Linked DNA regions of Mus musculus: region 2 is linked to region 1. The links are chromatin contacts, called in public Hi-C maps. All regions are on one chromosome and are shown on one strand. Each heading gives the region's core, a stretch centred on a gene start, on an enhancer-like site or on the middle of the called end of the contact. The rest is flanking DNA. Distances are from core to core; before and after follow the strand shown. Region 1 overlaps Tmcc1 (transmembrane and coiled coil domains 1). Region 2 overlaps Tmcc1 (transmembrane and coiled coil domains 1).

Evidence for each region. Hi-C and Micro-C count contacts between places; a contact is called where the count stands out from the background.
Region 2: a contact with region 1 is called in a Hi-C map of bone marrow-derived macrophages, with 28 read pairs. The contact joins two enhancer-like sites. A contact is called at or near these places in 10 of 39 promoter capture datasets (the 3T3-L1 cell line, the C10 cell line, the HPC-7 cell line and 6 more), 2 of 484 Hi-C or Micro-C datasets (bone marrow-derived macrophages and nephron progenitors), 9 of 115 datasets of contacts at active chromatin or transcription factors (the 230-238 cell line, the SCID.adh cell line, embryonic basal ganglia and 6 more) and 4 of 9 other capture datasets (adipose tissue, liver, macrophages and 1 more).

What each region holds. Positions count from the first base shown.
Region 1 is chr6:116,033,878-116,039,845 of GRCm38.p6, reverse strand. The region is part of intron 4 of Tmcc1 (transmembrane and coiled coil domains 1); the gene reads left to right. Among named protein-coding and RNA genes, the nearest start is that of Plxnd1, 42 kb to the right of the region's middle. Within about 2 kb of position 2,430, at least 37 of the 459 cell types and tissues checked have an H3K27ac peak or open chromatin away from gene starts, as enhancers often do. A contact at or near this core is called in bone marrow-derived macrophages, where this site is marked.
Region 2 is chr6:116,183,023-116,188,990 of GRCm38.p6, reverse strand. The region is part of intron 1 of Tmcc1 (transmembrane and coiled coil domains 1); the gene reads left to right. Among named protein-coding and RNA genes, the nearest start is that of Tmcc1, 7.4 kb to the left of the region's middle. Within about 2 kb of position 2,305, at least 16 of the 459 cell types and tissues checked have an H3K27ac peak or open chromatin away from gene starts, as enhancers often do. A contact at or near this core is called in bone marrow-derived macrophages, where this site is marked.

The DNA of each region.
Region 1 (5,968 bases), core at 1,181-3,680:
GTTTAGCATTGTTCATCTTTTAACAGTTTCACAGAAATGACACTCTTCTCATGAATGAAAACCTGTTTTAGACACCAAAACTTTTCCAATTTTAAGCATTTTTGGAGACATTTTCTAGTAACACTTGACAAAATAACCCAGCTGAGTGATGATAGCTGAGAAGAGAAGCAGTGCAGCCAGGAGTGCTCTGGGCTGACAGGGCTTATGTGGTTATACATGTCTGCAGAAAATGCTGGCAGCCTTTTGTTTGTGTGTTTGTGTTCTAGCTTGTCTTCTTTACATAGTTTCTCTCCATTCCCTACCTGTTCCATGCTACACTATTAGGGAGCTGCCTGCAGCAGCCCCTAATTTGTTTTGTACCCCCTTTGGTCTTGTACATGCTAGATAAGTAGTCTACCATTAAGCTACACCCCAGCCCATATATTTATTTCTACTTTGTTGCAAGCTTGGATTGTCTAGGAAGAAAGTACAGGTGATGGGTGAACTATATGACCAAGAATTAATTAACTTGGACATGGCTGCTGCATTGTCTTTTGTGTTTCTGTGCTTTATCCTACCAGCACCTAAGCAGGTCAGCAACCAGTGTTTTAGCTTGGATGGTAATGGGGAGGAGGAGGAGGAAGAAGAAGGAGGTGGTGGCAGTGGTGGTAGAGGTAGAGTTGATAAAACTATCACTTTTAGAATTTGCTGAACTGCTGTGATGCACATTCACTAACCCTCCCAGCAACTTGCAGGTAGGCTGTGTTATCCCATTTTACAGTCAACAAAATTGAGATCCAATGTGGGGAGGTTTTTTGTTTGGTGAGTTGGCTGTCTGGCTTTTCAATACAGAGTTTCTTTGTATAGCTCTAGCTGTCCTTAAACTCACTCTGTGTGTACTGGGCTGGCTCGAACTCATAGATCTACTTGCCTCTGCCTCTCAAGTTGCTGGGAATAAATAAAGGCATGTACCACCTCACTAGACCAGTGTGGTTGGTTGGTTTGTTTGTTTGTTTGTTTGTTTTTTAATTTGCTGAAGGTCAACAGCAAAGCCAAGACTTTATCTCACCTAAAATCCAGTGTTCTATAACAGCACACGTTGTTTTTCAATCTCAACCCTGCTATCTGTGATTGAATGACCGTTGTAATTTTGAGACGCACTGATGACTGCTCTGGATGCTAGCAGGCTTTCCCAGGTTAGAGTGTGTGTGTGTTTATTTAAAGGTGAGTCGCTATTTTGAGTATATTATAGAATTCTGTGAAAGCTAATACAACCAAAACTAATATAACAGTGTAGGTAGTGAAATCTCCTTGAGACCCTGGAGCCCTCTTCCCCTTCAGAGCCATTCTCATCAGTGCCACCACTTGCTTCCACGCTTCCACTGTGTTCTGCCCCTGTGAACTGGAGATAGTTTGCTTAACTCTGCCAGTAATCAGATATTCCGGTGCCTCTGTCTCACCCACACACTTGTGCCTGACAGGCTGGGCAGCCATGATAGCAAAGCCTACATCTGGGCTCTGCTTCACCCTTTGAAAGGAATTAGTTGTGAGTCTTTATAAGCTTTGCACCAGACCTCTTTTTTTTTTACATATTTTTCATGTGCATTGGTATTTTGCTTGCATATCTGGGTTTTTTTTTTGGGGGGGGTCAGCTCTTCTGGAACTGGACTTACAGACAATTGTGATGTGCCATATGGGTGCTGGGAATTGAACTCTGGTCCTTTGGAAGAGTAGTCAACGTTCTTAACCACTGAGCCATCTCTCCAACCCCTATATAGGACTTTAAATTATGAGTGAGATCCGTGAGGAGAAAGGAATGAGGTTTAATAAAGTTTTAAGTGATGAGAGCCCTGTGGACTTCATATTTCCTTACCCAGTTCCCTTTGTCATCTCTCTAAAGTTTTAGTATAGGTTTGCTAGTGGCTCCTGGATTCAAAGCGCTACTCAGAGAAGGGGCTTCTGTATGTGGTTGAACCTGATGACACATGCATGCACTGAGGCCAGAAAAGACAAATGGTTTCACCATGTCACCCAGGAAATCGCTTCACATGCACGTAGTTACCAGTAGCAACTGAGAGGTCTAGGCTTGTTCCCCGAGTCAGTATATTGGTTAGCAGACTGGTGAAGGTTAGGCTCAGCTATAGCAAATGCACTGACAGTATGAAGGATAGAAAGCTCTCCTGTAGAACTCCTGGCTGTGTTTGCTGCTGGTATGAGCAGTTGTATAGAGTGGGCAGAGGTGTTGATGAGCAGTAGTGCAATTTAAAAAGCTTCTATTTTGAGGGGATTACTATGCTTTGGAACCAGCTTCTGAGACTATTGGTATTAAGGCCAAGGATATTCTATACCACACTGAGTCACAAGGGCAAAGGGAGAGGGAGAAGCAGCATCACATGCAGTAGAGCATTGAGTAACGTGGCTGACCCAGTCAGGCCAGGCTCTCCTACACTATGTTATGTAACTTTTATTCGCCTGATGTCATTGTCATCTCTGAGGTTTACTGCCTCCTCAATCAGCTAACCTGGACCTAGTCCTGAAATCTTTTAGCCTCTGTACAATGTAATCTAGGCTTTGAATGTTTTCAGCCTCTGAGACTTGCTACTGAATAAGCTCACCCTTTCAAGCTCTTTCTGTCAGGTTCAGCTCAGCTAGCTGTTCTGGCTCCAGCTCCTCTCCAAACTGATGAATTCAATCTAACTTCTCTCTCAGGCACTGACTAAATTGCTCTGCTTGGCCTCATACTAACTGACAATCTGTTCTAATCTTCTGGCCCCTCCTCATTCTCTGGCTCATTCTCTTTTCACCAGTGTCTAGCTTGTTCACTTTTCAACCTGTCTGTAAAACGTTCCCTTCTCTTTCTCTTCTGCACTGTTTCCTCTTACATTGTCTCTCTTACCTCTCACTTCTCGTGAGAGTTGGGCATACCCTATTCTATCAAATCTTTCACCGATTTGTCACTTTGTCTGCCACTCAATTAGATATCACTTAAAAAACATGAGTGTTTCCTTCTACAAACTAACTTTACCTTCATTATGTGGGATTAAAGGTGTATACTAAAGGCATGTCTGTATTCCAGCCAGAGGGATAAAGGTGGATGCTAAGACTGAGTCACAACACAACTGGAAACAGGTTTTTCGAGTAAATAACACAATCTCAGGGTTCACAGTGTGATCAGTATTTCAACATAACAATGTAAGTGGTGGTTTAAGCATGGTTTTACTGTCATTGGATATGTTCACATGTAGTTGTTTTAACCCCCTTTCAACTGTTAATCAACTGAAAATTGATCAGCATCTCTAGAGTTGTGGGCTGTACTTAAACAATAACTTTGAAATAGAAGCCAAGATTATTGGAATCGGGTTAGCCTTTTGCTTTAAAAGTGTGTATGTAGAGGAGGGTCCTAGTTCAGAGATATTCTTATAAAAGGTAAGACCTGCTGTGTACAAAGAGATTCCCAGGTGTGTTCTTCCTAGCTTAGTCATTAAAGAGTTATAGAGGAGGAGTATGGAAAGAAAAAAGAAATTAATAATACCTATTAATTAAATCATCAGATCTGGACAAGCTTGCCAGTTCTGATACTTCTAAATTACATGGCCTTGAGTAGATCATACAATTCATTTGAGCGTCAGTTTCTCTGCCTATGCAAGGTGATATTTATTTAAAAGTGTCATAACCATTATTAAATGGAATGGAAAGGGGAAGGGGGGACCATGTACATGGAAACATCTTAGTAGGGTGCTTGATTTAAGTAGAACTCAGTGTTGAGGGTGTAGATGAATGGTAGAATACATGCTTAGCATATTTGAGACCCCAAAACCAGTTACCATCAATACCACACGCATCACCACGCTAGGTGTTCAATAAACAACTGTGTTTTTTTCCAAGTGTGTCCGAATTGCTACACAGTTGGCATTGCCTGATATCCAAATTGCCAGAATCCCTATGTAGATTTCATTTCCAATGCTCTTTGGGCACCTCTTATCTTTGTATTAAGAAAAATTAACTGTTTAAATTCTTAAGGGACTAATATTGTGCTCTGCTCTCCTTTTTGAGACAAGGTCTCACTAGGTAGACTAGCCTGGCTGAAATTTTCAGTTGTCCTTCTTCAGTTGTGCAAGTGCTAGGGTTAGTAGTTCACTGTTGCCTAGCCTCCTCATGTACTTGAGCACAGTGAAGTCATAAGACATATACCAAATTATCCATTTCCCCAGCAGAGGCTGCAATTGTTCACATTCCCGCATTTCATATTCCATACTCAGCTGTGACTCCCAATTCTGGTCAAACCTTGTCAGAGTCTACCTGTGTGTCCCAAATGCATTTGGGAAATGGTACAGGAGTTTGCTCCCAAGATTGCCTGCCTATTTGTGTCAGTTCGTGTGTCTCAGAACTTGCTCCACAAACCTTACCAGACATCTGTTCTACTGACCTCTTGTCTAACCAAAAAAGCCCCACGGGCTCACCAGGTGACTCCAGATTTTTGAGCCACACCCAAAAAAGCTTTAGATTGAAGTTCCCAGCCTAGGCATTTACCTAGTTTCTTTTTCATTAGAAATTTAACCCAGAAGAACCCCTGGTTTATCTTTGATCAAGGAAGATGCTGTGTTGCCCATTCCAAAGACCAAAAACATTTACTTCCAACATCAGTAGTTATTTATGAATTATTTACCTCCACAGAATCTGGACATAGCCAATGCAGTTTTTATTACCAGCAAGGGATGATTTCAGCCTGCTTTAAAAACCAAGCTGCACTCAAGAGGCAGAGGCAGAGTAATGGCAGAGAGTGAGTTCCAGGATAGCCAGGGCTACACAGAGAAACCCTGTCTCGAAAATCCAAAAAAAAAAAAAAAAATCTGAGTCAGCTCGACAGTGGTTCAAGTCACACAGTCACAGTGAGGGCTGAATGTGGCTCTGTTGACATGATAGCTTAAAGCTTGACCAGAAGAGGGCTGAGTAAGAGTATAGACAGACTCAGATGGGAAAGATAAAATCAAGTATTAACAAAAATAAAACAAAACACCCGGCTGGAAGAACCATTATGTTCCATTAGTGAGAACTTTAAAAAGTTATTTAACAAAGAATTCCCATAAAGCCTATAACATCACTCCAGGTGCATGTGTCAGAGAAATGGAACTTCTTTGTACATATGACATGAACAGGGATGAACTTATAGTACCATGTGACAGTGTCCTAGATATTTCCAGATTCTGTATCCTAAAGTGCTTGCAACTTGCTGTTCAGTTTAGTGTTTCCCACTGTACTTGATACTCACAGGATATCAGGATATGAAGCAGGGGCTATGCTTTTCCACTACCTGTACCTAATTCCTAAGCCCTGACTTTTGCCTTCATCCCCTAATGTGGCTACTACAGACTGTTCACTTGGGAAGCAAAGTGCCCATGATCTTTTCATCCTTTTTCCACATGTTAAATACACAGGCCACATACAGAGGTGCACACGCGTAATCCCAGCACTTGGGATGCTGAGGCAAGAAGACTGTGAGTTCCAGACCAGCCTGGTTATACACAGCAAGTTTCAAGCCAGACCGGGATACACAGTGAAATTGTTACACTTATCTAAAACAAAACAAATGAAAAACATTTCAAAGGGGCTGGCACTGTAGCACAGTTGGTACAGCAGGCCTTACCCAGAATGCATGAAGCCTTTCAGGTCCATCTTCACCACTACACACGCACGCACACGCGCGCGCACACACACACACACACACACACATTGTGTGTGTGAATAGTAGTCCAGTGATAGATATCTGGGGACATGGAAACGACATCAGAAGGGTTCAAAGTTATCCTTGGTTACTGCGAGGTAAAAGGCCAGCCTGGGCTGCTTGAGATTTTGTCTCAATAGACAAATGGAAAGCCAAATCATTAAAAACAAAATATCCTAAATTATGAATTATGTTATCCTACAAGGGCAGTTGCAAGGCTTGAAGCATTCTCTGGAAGGAGCCTGTGATTTCTAATTTGGCCTGATG
Region 2 (5,968 bases), core at 1,056-3,555, 150 kb before region 1:
GTTTCATGCACTATCACTACTTCACATTGAGACCTTCATGAAAGCAAAGATCATATTTTAGGCATTTTTCTTTTCTTTTGTGGTTCTGGGGATCGCACCCAGAGCCTTGTGCATGCTAGGCAAGCACTCTACTACCAAGTAACATTTATAGCTTTTCTTTTGGTGTATGTGTATGTGTGTGTTTGTGACTGTGTATGTGTTTGTCTCCTTCTGTGTGTACATGTCTGTCTGTCTCTGTGTTTCTGTGTCTCAGATCCACTGAGTAAAATAGCAGGCATATATTCCATCACAAAGTGTTTTTTTTTTTTAATTCTTTAAAATTAAACTTATTTTAAGGGTACTATTGGATTTCCAGAAGTATTATGAAGCTAGAACTGAGAATTCTTGACTCTCTTGTACTGTTTTCTCTTTTATCAGCATCTTGTTTTTGTTTTTTGTTTTTTTGTTTTTTTTTTTTGGTTTTTTTTGAGACAGGGTTTCTCTGTGTAGCCCTGGCTGTCCTAGCACTCACTTTGTAGACCAGGCAGGCCTCGAACTCAGAAATCCGCCTGCCTCTGCCTCCTGAGTGCTGGGATTAAAGGCGTGCACCACCACGCCCGGCCTCAGCATCTTACATTAATGTGCTTTTGTTACATTTAATGAATCAATATTAATAGATTATTATTAAATTCTCTCTTTCCAGCCCTTTTCCTAATGCCCCTTTCCAATCCCTAGATCCCACCAAGGATACCTCATTACACTCAGTAGTTTTTCCATCTCCCCTCTTCTTTTGCTTGGGATAATTTCCCAGTCATTTCTTATACTTTTGAAATGACTGCTCAGATGTTTTTGTAGCATGCCTTTCAATTAGGGTTTGTCTGTTTCTGTCATAGTTAGACAGGTGTGTAATGTGGCTTTGGAAGGAAGATCACAGAGGTTAAACATAATTTTTTAGAAAAACTTGTGTATGTGTATGTGTTTGGGTTTGGGTATGTCCATTTGAGTGCATTTACCTGTGGAGGCCAGAAGTAGGCATCAGATTCTCTGAAGCGAGAGTTACAGGCAGTTGGATGTGAGTCTTCTACTAAGTGCTCTTAACCACGTAGTCATCTTTCCAAACACCTAGAATATTATTCTTACCAGCTGTCAAGACTGTAGCAATTCAGTGTTGATGTTAATCTGTATTACCTGCCTGGGAAAAAGTCAGTATGCCCAGGTCACTTAGGAGTGAAAAGTTCACTTATTTTTGTTTGTCAGACTGTTCAAGCTCCAGGAGCTCTTTTGCTCAGCTTCTTTACATGTCCCACTGTTGTATATATGTGTTTCATTTCTCATTTTCCTACAGTGTGAGATGTCCAAGACTCAGCCTGTAGGTTTTCTAGTCCAGTCCTATAAATCCTAGAAGCCATGGTGTGGTTGTTGGGTGTGCTTATTTGCTCCTGGAAAGTTGTCACTCCCAGACTCTCTCAGATGATGGAGAAAGGAGTTGATGCAGCATGCAAAGTCTTTGACACCATGTTGTCACTAAGTATTTCTATGTATAAAAATACTAGAGCCTGTGACTCTATTAAAGCAAACAGAAGGGCCCAATGTCCCTAACTCTTAACCACATTCTCCTCCTTGTTAACTGAATTTTTATTTTATTTTATTTTATTTTATTTTATTTATTAGTGTATGGGTGTTTCATCTGCATGTCACAGGTGTGCAGTGTCCATGGTGGCCAAAAGAGGGCATTGGATTCACCTGGGACATTATAGATGATTTTCAGCTATGATGTGGGTGCTGGAAATGGAACCTGAGTTTTATATTGATTTGGCAAGTATTGTGAAAAATAATAGAACCAAGAATTGGCTAGGAGGCTGTTGGCTGTCAGCAGTCCTTTCTCCCTAGGTTATAGGCTGGCTGGAATGACACATGAAATTCTAGTCTTGATTTTTCAAAGGGGCTTAGGAAAGTTTTTTGTGTAATTCCTGTTTATTCTCAAGTATCCAGTGTATGTGGCTCCTTTAGTCAGATAAGGAGAGTGGACAGGGGTGGCTAGATCCAACTTGGTATAAGCCTCTATGGAAGACTACTTTTTCTTCATTTATTTATTTAAAGGTACTGTTGAGTACTCTAATATCTGGTGGTTCTGTTCTAGGTTTTTAAGATCTAATGTGTAAAAATTTGTGTCTTATTAGAGTTTATGTTCTAGTGGATATGCAGTAGCAGATTGAGGCCAAAACTCGTTTGTAAACTTTGGCTAGTACTGTCATAATGCAGTGGGTTTCAGAAAGCCCAGGGAGGGTTGTTTTAAGTTCCTTTTACAGACATTGTGGGGAAAACAGGAAGCAATTGAGCAGCTTCCTGACAGACGTGATTGTGCAGGGAGATTAAGATCACCAAAGTTTATTCTCTCCTGTTTAAGATTCTTCTGTGCATTGGCAGTTGATGAGAGTGATCTTGTGGCATTTCAAATCAGCAGCAAGACATTATAGTCAAGACAGTATGCCAGATGATGGTATTTAGACAATAATATTTAAGAATCTCCTTGACAGGTCTTTGTAATGCATAATATAATTCCTAAAGTGGTTTTGTTTAATTTTTTAATACAATTATTTTATATATAGAGATGCCTATTCCCCACAGAAGTCACCTTGGGTCCCCTGAGAAAGCAAGTACTTTTAACTGCTGTGTCATTTCTTCAGCCCCCTGGTTTGAAAAGGGCAGCAGCTCCGCTGGAACTGGAGTAACAGAGTCTTATGAACCACCCTGTGAGTATTAGGAACCAGACCCAAGTCCTCTGCAAAAGCAGCCGATGCTCTTAACCACTGAGCCCTTTGTTTGACTTTTGTTTTGTTTTGAATTTTTTTTAAGACAAGATATCTCATGTCATCCTGGCTGGGCTCAAACTCCCCATATAGTAGAGGATGACTTTGAAATCCTGAACTCCTGCCTCTACTTCCCTAGTATGGGATTACAGGCCTGCCCCACCACACATGGCTTAGTGGTGCTAGGGAAGGAACCCAGAACTTTGTGCATGCAAGAAAGACATGTACTCTCTCATCTGCTCTACATCCCTAGTCCCCAAAATGGTTTTGAGATATAAATTTAAAATGATACTAATAAATTTATATGTGTATGTCTGTGTCTCTGTATGGGTATCCTCAAAGTCCAGAAGACAGTGTCTTATCCAGTCCTCTGGAGCTAGAGTTATGAACAGTTGTGAGCCACCTAATGTGAGTATTGGGGACTAAACTTGGGTCCCTGGGAAAGCAGCAAATGCTCCTAACTGTTGCCTTTCTCCAACCCCCTGGTGTGAATGTTTTCTTAAACTACACTTTCTTTAACTAAGTCTGGAGTAGAGCATGTGCATCTGTCTGGAGGGCAAAAGACAGCCTGCAGGAGTTGGTTCTTTCCTTTTACCATGTGAGTTCTGGGTATTAAACTCAGGTCATTAGGCTTATTGGCAAGTACCTCTACGTGCTAAGCCATCATGCTGCTTATTCTTTTTTTTTTTTTTTACTTCTAACTTTGATTTGAGTAGGTATACCAAAATTTTGAAACCATTCAGAAATGACACCTTCCTGTTTTGTTTTTGTTTTTGTTTTTGTTTTTTCAGGACAGGGTTTTTCTGTGTAATCCTGGCTGTCCTGGAACTCACTCTGTAGACGAGCCTGGCCTTGAACTCAGAAATCCCCCTGCCTCTGTTTCCCAAGTGATAGGATTAAAGGTGAGCACCACCACTGCCTGGCAACACCTTCCTTTAATCTCTGATTCACAACACAATTTTAAACCAGTATTTGTATCTTCCATATATTTTATATACATACACACATCTGTATTATATTTTACCTTTAAAAAAAAAAAACCCTCAGAAGCCCACTTACTCAAACACTTTGACCTTTTGAGGGTTGTTGGGTTTTTGTTGTTGTTTTTCTTTTATTTTGTTTTAATTAAGATAGATTACTACTGACAAATTGTCTTTTTAAACAGCTGTATACTGTATTATGCTGTTCTATTGAATTCCATCAGTAGGAGTGTACCACTTAGGACAAACTCAGTAGTAAACGGCCACAGCAAACTAAATTCAGTTATTGATTGAATCAGTGAAGAATTAGTGATCTCATAAGACAGATGCAAGAAGACAGGTAATTCAGAACTAGTGTAATGTATAAGATTTAGATATTGTATTTTGCCTTTTATTCTTGTCCCAGCTCCATGCTGGCTTTGCAGCAGCCTCATATCACCATATGTTTGTAAAATGTTTGTCTCATCTGTACTTATCATAGCTAATAGCATTTAATGCAGGCAATGGAGGGCAAAATAGTTTTCTGCTTAGAAAGTGATTTCAATATAATTGAAGAGAAAATAATTTCTAGAAGTCTCTCAAACAGTACTCTGTGAACTCCAGTGTTAAAAACTCAAATTCAGGGTTTCTTGAGTTTGGAATGGGCCTTAAGAATTTGTATTTCTATCACATTCCCATTAGATCCTAATGTTATGGACCAGCAACCATGCTTTGAGTTTGAGTTTAAGTCATTCACTACCCTGTATAATATTTCCTACTTTTCCTTGGAGATTGAATTATTGCTCCTGACCCTGACTGTATCTGGAAAATCAACAACCATGAACAAAATATAAGTTCTTACTAATAAGCTAACAAATGGCAATACTTCTGTTACTAGTAATAATGCTTCCATGAATATCCGTGTGCCAAAGAAAAGATAGATGTAGTTAATATTTTTAAAATTTTATTTAATTATATTTTGTGTGTGAGTGTTCTTGTTTGGTTGTATGTCTGTGTACCATTTGCATGCCCAGTGCCTGTGAAGGCCAGAAGAGGCATAGGATCCCCTGGGAATTACAGATGGTTGTGAGACATTATGTGAGTGCCAGAATCAAAACTGGATCCTCTGAAAGAACAAGTGCTCTTAACTACTGAGTCATTGTGTAGTTAAATCTTCTTCTTCCCTCCTTCCCTCCCTCTCTCCCTTCTTTCCTTCCTTCCTTCCTTCCTTCCTAAGTTTTTTTGAGAAAGGGTTTGTTACTTGATTTTACAGTGAAAAACATATGAGATGTAAATTTCTCATCTGCTACTGAGGGTAGGCTCAGATGTTTTGTAGTTCTGGCTGTCCTGGAATTTGCTGTGTAGACCAGGCTGGCCTCGAACTCAGAAATCTGCCTACCTCTGCCTCCCGAGTGCTGGGATTAAAGGCGTGTGCCACCACCGCCCTGCTCATTATTTTCTTAATTGAGGTCTCAGATCTTTTCTCCCACATGCAAATGCAAAGGGTAACTTAGTCTTTCATTTTCTGTCACCTGATTATTGTTTGTTTCTTTTTTCATTATTAGTCACTTGTTCTTTTTTCCTGAGAATTTGTAGAAATCAACCTATTACTAAGGGTGTTGCTTCTGTCTTGGTTTATTTGCTAGTCGGTGACATAGTTTGCTGTTGAGTTTGATTGAGATTATATATACTGTGTGTAAACTCTGCTGTTATAAAGGCCTGTAGATCTAGATCTTAAATGACAGTAAGTATGCTTGCCAAAGATTTGCAGACACTAATCAAACAGGGAGAATTAGTTAAGTGTTTAATATGTAGCATCAAAGAAAGTGTAGCTAATAAAATCAAGATGGAGCCAAGTAGAAAGTATGAAAGCAGTAGGAAGGTGTAACAGAAATGTAAGGGTATTTACACAGACCTTCTGGCTCAGAGTGAATTGGTATGCCATAAAAATGAAATTTACTTGCCAGACATTTAAATTCTGCAGTGTGACTTGACAAAAACATCACTTTTCTGATGGGAATAAGATTCTTTTAAGATAAAAATTACATTTATTTATTGTGTATGTCTGTATGTATGGGGTATGCATGTGCCTCAGTGTACATACATGTGGAGGTTCAGAGGACAATTTGTGAGTTAGATCCTGTCCTCTATCATGTGATTATCAGGTCTTCAGGCTTGAGAATTATTGCTCAAATAGGTCTTTTTTTAATTTTCAAAGCT